2 separate regions of the Mus musculus genome follow, and region 1 is linked to region 2. A link is a contact called in public promoter capture Hi-C data. All regions are on one chromosome and are shown on one strand. The core of a region is the stretch at or near the end of the contact, and the rest is flanking DNA. Distances in the headings are between cores, read along the strand shown.

Region 1 (4,013 bases), core at 675-3,174, 130 kb after region 2:
CACACATACACACACACACACTCACACACACACACACCCCTCAGCCCAGCTTAAAAGCAAGGCTTGGAGAAACTCTCAAGAGCACAGATACTAGAAAACAAGAAGAGACAGAACCCCCAGGGGCCAGCAGAAGTAGAAGCCGGGAGAGAGACAACAGCTTGCTCAAGGCCAACAGCAAGGCATTGCAACAGACACATTCCAGGAGCCACAGTGCCCCATGTCACAGTCAGCCTCAGCATTCAACAAAGGCATCATGCTTGCAAACACTCACCGAAATGCACACAGAGGGCTGGCGAGATGGCTCAGTAGATAAGGGCGCTTGCCACCAAACCTGACAGGCTGAGATCCATCCCTGGGAACCACACAGTAGAAGGAAAGAAAGATTGTCCTTTGACCTCTACACCATGTCTTATACAAACACAGGTACACCCACACACATGGGGGAGGGGGGTTAAAAATAAGTGCCAGGTGTGTTGGTCCATATCTTTAATCCCAGCACTCAGGAGTCAGAGGCAGGAGGAACTCTGAGTTCAAAGCCAGCCTGGTTTACAGAGCAAGTTCCAGGACAGCCTGGGCTACACAGAGAAACCCTGTCTTTGGGGGATGAGGGGACATGTGGTATGGGGAGGAAAAACAAAAAGACAAAACAAGCCGGTTGTGGTGGCATAGGATTTGCTGAGGCAGGAGGATCACGAGTTTGAGGCCAGCCTGGGCTACACATTTGCCAGGCAGTGGTGGTGTATGCCTTCAATCCCAGCACTTGGGAGGCAGAGGCAGGCAGACTTCTGAGTTCGAGGACAGCCTGGTCTATAGAGTGAGTTCCAGGGCAGCCAGGCACAGAGAAACCCTGTCTTGGAAAAAACGGAAAAAAGAAAAAAAAAAAAGAAAAAAGAAAGTAAAACTAGGGGATGGCGAGATGGCTCCGCGGGTAAGAGCAGTGACTGCTCTTCTGAAGGTCCTGAGTTCAAATCCCAGCAACCACATGGTAGCTCACAACCACCCGTAATGAGATCTGATGCTCTCTTCTGGTGCATCTGAAGACAGCTATAGTGTACTTACATATAATAATAAATCTAAAAAAAAAAAGTAAAACAAAAAAAGTTATATTTTAAAAAGAGATTTAGGACCCACAAAATGGATGAAGGTGCTTGCTGCCAAGGCTGCCGAGGCACACACAGTGAAAGGAGAGAACCAACCTTCACAAATTATTTTCTGGACTCCACTTGCACGCTGTGACACACACAGAAACAAACCAATAATAGAAAGAAGCTCACACACAGGAACACATATTCAAGCAAGAGACCAATCTCCATGTCCTTCATGCTACAGGACAGATGAAATGTGAAGGGTCTCTGACAAGTGCAGTGTCCTCCATCCCTCTCCCATCCCACTCTATCCCTGGCTGTTTTAATCAACCATTGGCTTCCCTCTTCCCTTAGCCTGTGGTCAGGAGCTACATCTGCATCTACATGCATCACGGGTAAAACTGGCACGCGTGTGGATTGGAAAGGAGTGGGCACATTTGTACAGAAGTATTCACACACAAGCCAGCATCAGTGAGGAATCTGCAACACGTGAGCATCTACCTTGGTGTGTGTGTGTGTGTGTGTGTGTGTGTGTGTGTGTGTGTGTACACGCAGGCTTCCAGCAACTCAGAGAATAAATCTTGCTTCCCAGGGGATGAGAGGAAGTGAAGCTGAGTTCAGGTTTAAATCACACCCCCACGGGCAGGGAGAGGTTCCCTGGCCTTGCATGATTACCTGCCTGTGCATAGCAGAATGGCAGAATGGGTTGGCGGGCAGGAGGCAGCGAGCCCATCAGCAGGGAGTCATTTGTTGTCTCCAGACCCCTGGGACCCACTGTGGCTGCTCTAGGAGAGGGAGACCCAAGGGCAGTGACAGCTACAACAAGCAAATGCCCAACCCAGGTGCTAGGGAGCTGGGGGGCAGGGCCCAGGCCTCTGGAGCGCAGTCCCACACTTTTTAGACTGGATGCAGGGAGCAGGTCCAGGGAACTGGATGAAGGCGGTACCAGGATGTAGGCAGCACCTGTGCTGGCTGGCTCAACTTTTCTGTCCTGGGAAGTGTGGTCCCATGTAGTCTCATGTGGTCCCATGCCGGACACAACAGTCCCAGAGCCCCAGACAGTTTGAGTCTCCTTCCCAAAGACAGTCCCCTTTCCTCCCCTCCTCTCTCTTCTCCCCTCCCCTCTCCTTTCCTCTCCTTCCTTGTCCTCACCTCCTATCTCTTCCCTTCCCCTCCTCCCCTCCCCTCTCTTCCTCTCCCCTCCCCACTATTCCCCCTCCCCTCCCCTCCTCTCTCCTTTCCTCTCCTCTCCTCTCCTTCCCTGTCCTCCCCTCTCCTCTCTTCTCTTCCCCCTCCCCTCCCCTCCCCTTTCCTCCCCTCCCCTCTCCTCCCCACTCTTCCCCCCTCCCCTCCTCTCCCCTCCCCTCAGTCTCAGTCTCTGGTTGATTGCCTTTTGCCCCCTGTCCTATCCTAGCTCCGGGGATTCTGCTGCCTCTTGTGGGACTGTCTGCCTTCATCTCTCCATTTCTCCTTCTTACACTCCTTCTAAGTGCCTGTTTCCCCTGATCTCAACTTTTCCCTCTGGAGAGCCCATTGTCTCCTAGGACCTAGCTTAAGCCACACCCCAAGCTTCCCAAGGCATTTGACACCACTAGAGCCTCTCACTTTTCCTTCCTTTGGGGCAGGCTGGGAACAGGAGAGTTGACATTCCTCACACTCCAGAAAACAGATCTCTGTGAGTTAGAGGTCAGCTTGATCTACATAGCAAGTTTCAAGCCAGACAGGGCTACCTAGGTACCTAGTCTCTCTCTCTCTCTCTCTCTCTCTCTCTCTCTCTCTCTCTCTCTCTCTGTGTGTGTGTGTGTGTGTGTGTGTGTGTGTGTGTCCCTGTCTCTCACACACACAAATAAACAAATAAATAAATAAACAGGAAGAGGACCCTGAGCTCCCAAAACTATGCATCTGACATTGACATGAAACTAAAAATGCAGGTCTTACCACGCAGGATGGCTCGCACCTCTAATCCCAACACTCCAGAGGTAGAGGCTAGCCTAGTCTACATAGTGAGTTCCAGGTCAGCCAAGAGCTCCATAGTGAAACCCTGTCTTGGAAAACAGAACAAACAAATACCCAGCTCTTTCCCTCTACAACCAGGACTTTGTAAGTCCACAGTTTGCAAAAAAACACAAGCTGTTCACAATACTGCAAATCCCAATGAGAAGAGGACAGGAGAGCCCGGGTCCAGACAGTCCACCTCACATCAGACCAAGCACTGAAAACAACTTCTAACTGAAGGACCTAGAAACCAGGAGGATAGAGATGGCAAGCATCTATCCTCCCCAAAACACCTCCTCCTCCCCACAGGTCTGAGCTGACCACCCAGGAGTATTGCTGGGTTCTGTTTGTCTTGAGACAGACGCTCACTGTGTGGCTCAGGCCGAACTCACTCGACTCCAACCTCAGCCTGCGAAGGTTGTGAGCCTGTCCTACTTCCTGACTCTTGTGTAAGTGCCCTCCAGGCTGCCATCATCCCATCTGCAGAGTGGCTGTAGAGGGCTTACGCTGCTGACACAGGCCCAACTCCAACAAATGCAGCAAATTCTCTCCTCTCCAGGATCCTGATCCCTGAAAGACCTTAGACGCGGCAGGGCAGAGCGTTCACCTCAGGAGAATCCCCATGCTTCCAAGAACACTAGCAAGCCTCCAGTGTCCCTGCAGCTGGAGAGTGACCATAAAGACATTGGGCTTAGAGGCAGAAGCCCATCTGCAGTAGGGACCCACAGCCTCCTATAGCCTCCCCCTGTGTCTCCAGCCCCCACCTGAGAGGCGTCGGCACCAACGACCCGCCAGGGCCTGCCCATTTTCCTTTCTTTTCATTGCCAGCGCCGAGCACGGTTATAGACCCTGGGTCTCCACAGAGTAATTTACTGGCAGAATCTCTCCCAGAATCCAGCTTGAAACCAAGCTGTAAAAACAGCTTCGAGTGTA
Region 2 (4,184 bases), core at 1,426-3,925:
AGGAAAGCAAGGAGATGGGAGTCTTTCCTAGCCAGGCTGGAGGGAGGCAGCTGCTCCATCCTGCAAAGTTAAGGAGAAAGGGGTGCCTAGCTGGAGGAGGTTCCAGGACAGGCCCTAGGAGAGTGAGCAGCCGAGGCAGGAAATGACAAGGAGCTGTCCTAGGCTGAGCCCTCCCTCCTCAGTAAGGAGGAGGAAGACAACCGTGCCCTACCCTTTGGCTGGAAAGAGAAGAACTCTAAGCCACTAGAATAGTGATAGAGAAGTGATAGTTTAAAATCACAAGGCTCAACAAAGTGTCCCCTGGCCCATGTACCCCCCCCCCGGCTCATGCTCACAGAACCCCAATAATCAAGCCATCTCCTTAGGTCCTAGAAAGTACAGAAAGGACCATCTCTCCCCACCTTGTGCCTCTCCAATGCAGGCACCAGGGCTGAGGCAGAAACAGGTGGACAGAGCTCGGCTCCACCTTTCTGTACAGCAGTATTTTTCTGTCAGGTAGGGGAGGCAGCCCTCTTCATCAGGATAGGGACAAAGAAAGGCTACTGAATCTGCCCCTAGTGTGAGTAGTCTGCCAGTGATCCTGGGAAAACCTGTAGGACCACCCAGAGTAACAAATAGCAGAGATGGCCTGATTTATGCTCAGGGTAGATTCTTCATCCTGACAGATTGTCACCTGCCCTGGCTGGACTCTCCATGAGTCGATTGATTATTGATCATTCTGCCAATAAGTCAGCAAGGGATTTACTGAGCCACATCCACTAGGTACTTAGTGGGAGTTGCCCTCTGCCTGCCGGCCAAGAAGCATTGGCTGAGAGGCTCGTCATCAAGATACAGCAGAACAGAAGAAATGGTGTCCCTTACTGTGCACATGGCTGTGCGTTCTAGATGCCATACAGATACAGGTACTAACTCATTGCCCCTCCCCCTTTTTTCTCTGTTTTGTTTGTTTTTTTGGGTTTTTTTTCTGGTTTTTTTTTTGTTTGTTTTGCTTTGTTTGTTGTTTTTTGTTTTGTTTTGTTTGTTTGTTTGTTTGTTTGTGTGTAGCCCTGGCTGTCCTGGAACTCACTTCGTAGACCAGGCTGGCCTCTAACTCAGAAATCCGCCTGCCCTCTGCCTCCCAAGTGCTAGGATTAAAGGCGTGCACCACCACTCCTGGCTCCTCCTCCAGCCTTGAGTTCCCAACATCTGCCTGCCCACCATGGTGTTTCATAGCTCACGCTCATGCAGTTCTCTTGCCCAGAGCGTCCTGCCCATCCTCATTCAGCAGACTGAACTCAGTGCCCCTCCCACCTGTTCTCAACAGCACCAGGCCAGGCTGAGAGGACAAATGAGTCCTGACATTCCCCTGGCTTCACCCATGGCAGACATCATTAATGGATCACAACATGATTCTGAGAACTTTGCTGGGCTTAGCTGGACCTGCCTGCCTTGAGAGCACAAAGTGGGTGATTAAGTCAGATGTGAAATGTGGGAGCACAGCATAACGCCAGGGGTGTGCAGCACCACTCTGCCTTACAAGGTCCCTGGCCTGCCCACATCCTGTCACTTGGTGGAGCTGGTGGTAGGAGGGGGGAGGATGTAAGAGAGGAACAAGAAGGTGAGGGACCGTTTCTAGAAAAGAACACCACCTGACAAAGGAGCAAGAAAGAGTGACCTCTCCCCCTCTGCTTGCAGCCAGGCTGGGCTGTTACCGGGGCTCCTGGAAGGCCAGTGGGCAAAGCCTCTACCAAAGATTCCCTGCTTCCTAAGCCTCAGTGCTGCTTGCCTCCGACAGGTCCTCCCATGCGCACGGGCACTGCGCATGACATCATACTCTTCAGTGCTGCTTGCCTCTGACAGGTCCTCCCATGCGCGCACGGGCACTGCGCATGACATCATACTCTTCAGTGCTGCTTGCCTCTGACAGGTCCTCCCATGCGCGCACGGGCACTGCGCATGACATCATACTCTTCACAGCTCCCTCCTCCAAACACCCAAGGCAGGTGACACAGTTGCACTCACTTTTCATGGGAAATGAAGCCATTTGTCAAATGTCCACATGTCCCGCTCCGCAGCTCAACCAGGGTTAAGCTCTGAAAGGGATTCAGCTACTCAGCCTCTTGACTCTGAGGTTCCCCGTTCCCAAAGTGCATCTTGCCCTTTTGCCTCCATGGCTGCTAGCAGTCCCCTGGAATAAAAACTAGATGGTGTGTGTGTGTGTGTTTGTGGATGTGTGATTGTGTCTCTGTGTGTCTGTGTACAAGTGACTGTGTGTGCGTGTGTGTGTGTCTGTGCATGAAGGACTGTGTGTTTATGTGTGTGCATGTGTGTCTGTCTGTGTGTGTGTGTTTGTGTGTGTGTGTGTGTGTGTGTGTGTGTGTGTGTGTGTGTGTAGGAGGGATGTGTAGGGGTGGGTAGCCGTGCAAGCTGGGGACTGGGCAGAAGTCCTAAAGATTCACAACAGCTTATATAGATGAAAATAAACTACTCTAAAACAAACAAAAAAAAGTACAAAAACTAAATAGTGTGTGCCTGCACGCACCTCACTCCCTCCCCAGACACCAACCTGATTTCTGCCCTCCCATCCCTCTGGCCTCTGCCCTCCAACCCCCAAACACCCTTCAGAAATGCCTAGGAGAAGGGAGGGGCAGGAGGCTCCCTCACCTCAGGGTCTTCTGCAGTGGGAGCCTCCTCTCCTCTTTTTCTGAGGACAGAGCGGTTTTCCTTGTGCTCTATGTAAATGAGCTGTTTGTGAATGTGCATCTGTAATGGAGGAGCTGTCAGGTTGGGCTGGGGGGTTGGCTGCGACGGAGGAGGACAATAGATTCTGTGCTCAGAGGTCAGGCGTGGGGGGAGGGGACTGCTGGCTCCGGAGACTGGGGAGAAGGAGCCAGATGCAGGGGTCGGGGACAACATGCAGGGATGAGGCCCAGGCTCCAGTCTTGCTGAGACCTGGGGCCTCAGGCAGGGAGGTGGTAAAGAGCCGGGAGCCTGTGGTGACAGCTGGGCTGGGGAGGGTGCCATGTGCCAGGGTGAGGAGGAGAAGCCCGGGGCACTGGGGCAGCTGGGGCACACCCTGGGTGCCAGGAAGAAGCTGTAAGGCAGCCTAGGAGCTGCTGCTTTGGAAATCAGGAAAGACTCCTGTAAGGGACCCGTTTACCCCGTGCAGGGCCTCTATGCAGGATGGGACCCACTCTGGTCTCACAAAGCACCAAGCTCAGAGCAGCATACAAGCTATTCAATCAGCGGTAGTGCTGCAATCTAAGAATCCAACGATAAGCCCAAAGAAAACCTTCATTTAGCCTAAGGAGAAACTGGGGTGTGGATGACAATGACAAGGCCCTAGAGTATGATCAGAACCCCATGGTGGCGGTGGCGAGGAACAGCAGGGCTCCTTGAGGGGCCTCTGAAGACCAGCTTCACCCCAAATCCACAGGTTCTAAGGCAACCTCACTGGCCCTGAAGCCTGATGCCCTGGAACTTCTGTGAGGAGCACAAGGGAACCTCAAGAACTCTCTGGTCTCCTCAGTACAGGTTCGGGCCCGGGGCTTGTGTGGCAGCCACAGGTCACTCAGTTCAGATTTGTGAAGTGCAGCCTCTGGCCGCTACTTGGAAGAGACAGGCAAGAAGCAGCGGAACCCAAACACAGGCTGTCAGGACAGCAAGTGAGGCAAAGGGAAAGAGCGTTGTGCAGGTGGAAACAGAAATGAATGGACCTTTTTAAAGGTATCCCTCTTGAGATGAAAGAGATGGATGCTCAGCTGTGTAAAGGAAGAATATTACAAGCAGAGAGAGAAGCAGGTCTGGAGCTCTGGTGAGACGGCCTGAGCATCCTTAGGTCAGGCAGAAGTTTTCCAGTCTTTGCTGGACTGACACAGTTGAGCTTCTGCATGCCAGAAGCTCATGGTCACGCAAGCTTCCCTGGAGTCAGTGGCTTCGTGTTCTTGTCTCAAAGAGTATAATTCTAGAACAGGAGGGTGAATTGATAAAGGGTTTTATTATACAGCTGTAGGTGGGAGCTTGTGTGTTAAGACGCAAGCTCCTGGAAGTAAGGTACCATCAAGGGTCCCCACCTTAGGGTTAGTGAGGCTTTGCTGAATGGAGGCACGGTGAGCTTGGAGAATGAGCTAGTTGGTCGCGTCACCCTTCCACAAGGTGTCCGGGTGACTCTTCATTGCTGTGTCCTCATAAAGTTTCCAGGCAGA

Evidence for each region. Promoter capture Hi-C pulls out the DNA fragments that hold promoters and counts their contacts.
Region 1: a promoter capture Hi-C map of embryonic stem cells shows a contact between it and region 2, with 2.5 times the contacts expected there. The contact joins the enhancer-like site here to the promoter of 1700057H15Rik in region 2. A contact is called at or near these places in 3 of 39 promoter capture datasets (the 3T3-L1 cell line, embryonic stem cells and frontonasal cranial neural crest), 2 of 484 Hi-C or Micro-C datasets (embryonic stem cells and nephron progenitors), 1 of 115 datasets of contacts at active chromatin or transcription factors (epiblast stem cells) and 1 of 9 other capture datasets (embryonic stem cells).

The regions. Positions count from the first base shown.
Region 1 is chr4:124,611,702-124,615,714 of GRCm38.p6, forward strand. All of the region lies in intron 1 of Gm2164 (predicted gene 2164), which reads right to left. Among named protein-coding and RNA genes, the nearest start is that of Gm2164, 44 kb to the right of the region's middle. Within about 2 kb of position 1,925, at least 17 of the 459 cell types and tissues checked have an H3K27ac peak or open chromatin away from gene starts, as enhancers often do. A contact at or near this core is called in embryonic stem cells, where this site is marked.
Region 2 is chr4:124,483,284-124,487,467 of GRCm38.p6, forward strand. 1700057H15Rik (RIKEN cDNA 1700057H15 gene) reads right to left here and starts at 2,676. Exons shown (of 4, transcript NR_040774.1): 1 at 2,644-2,676.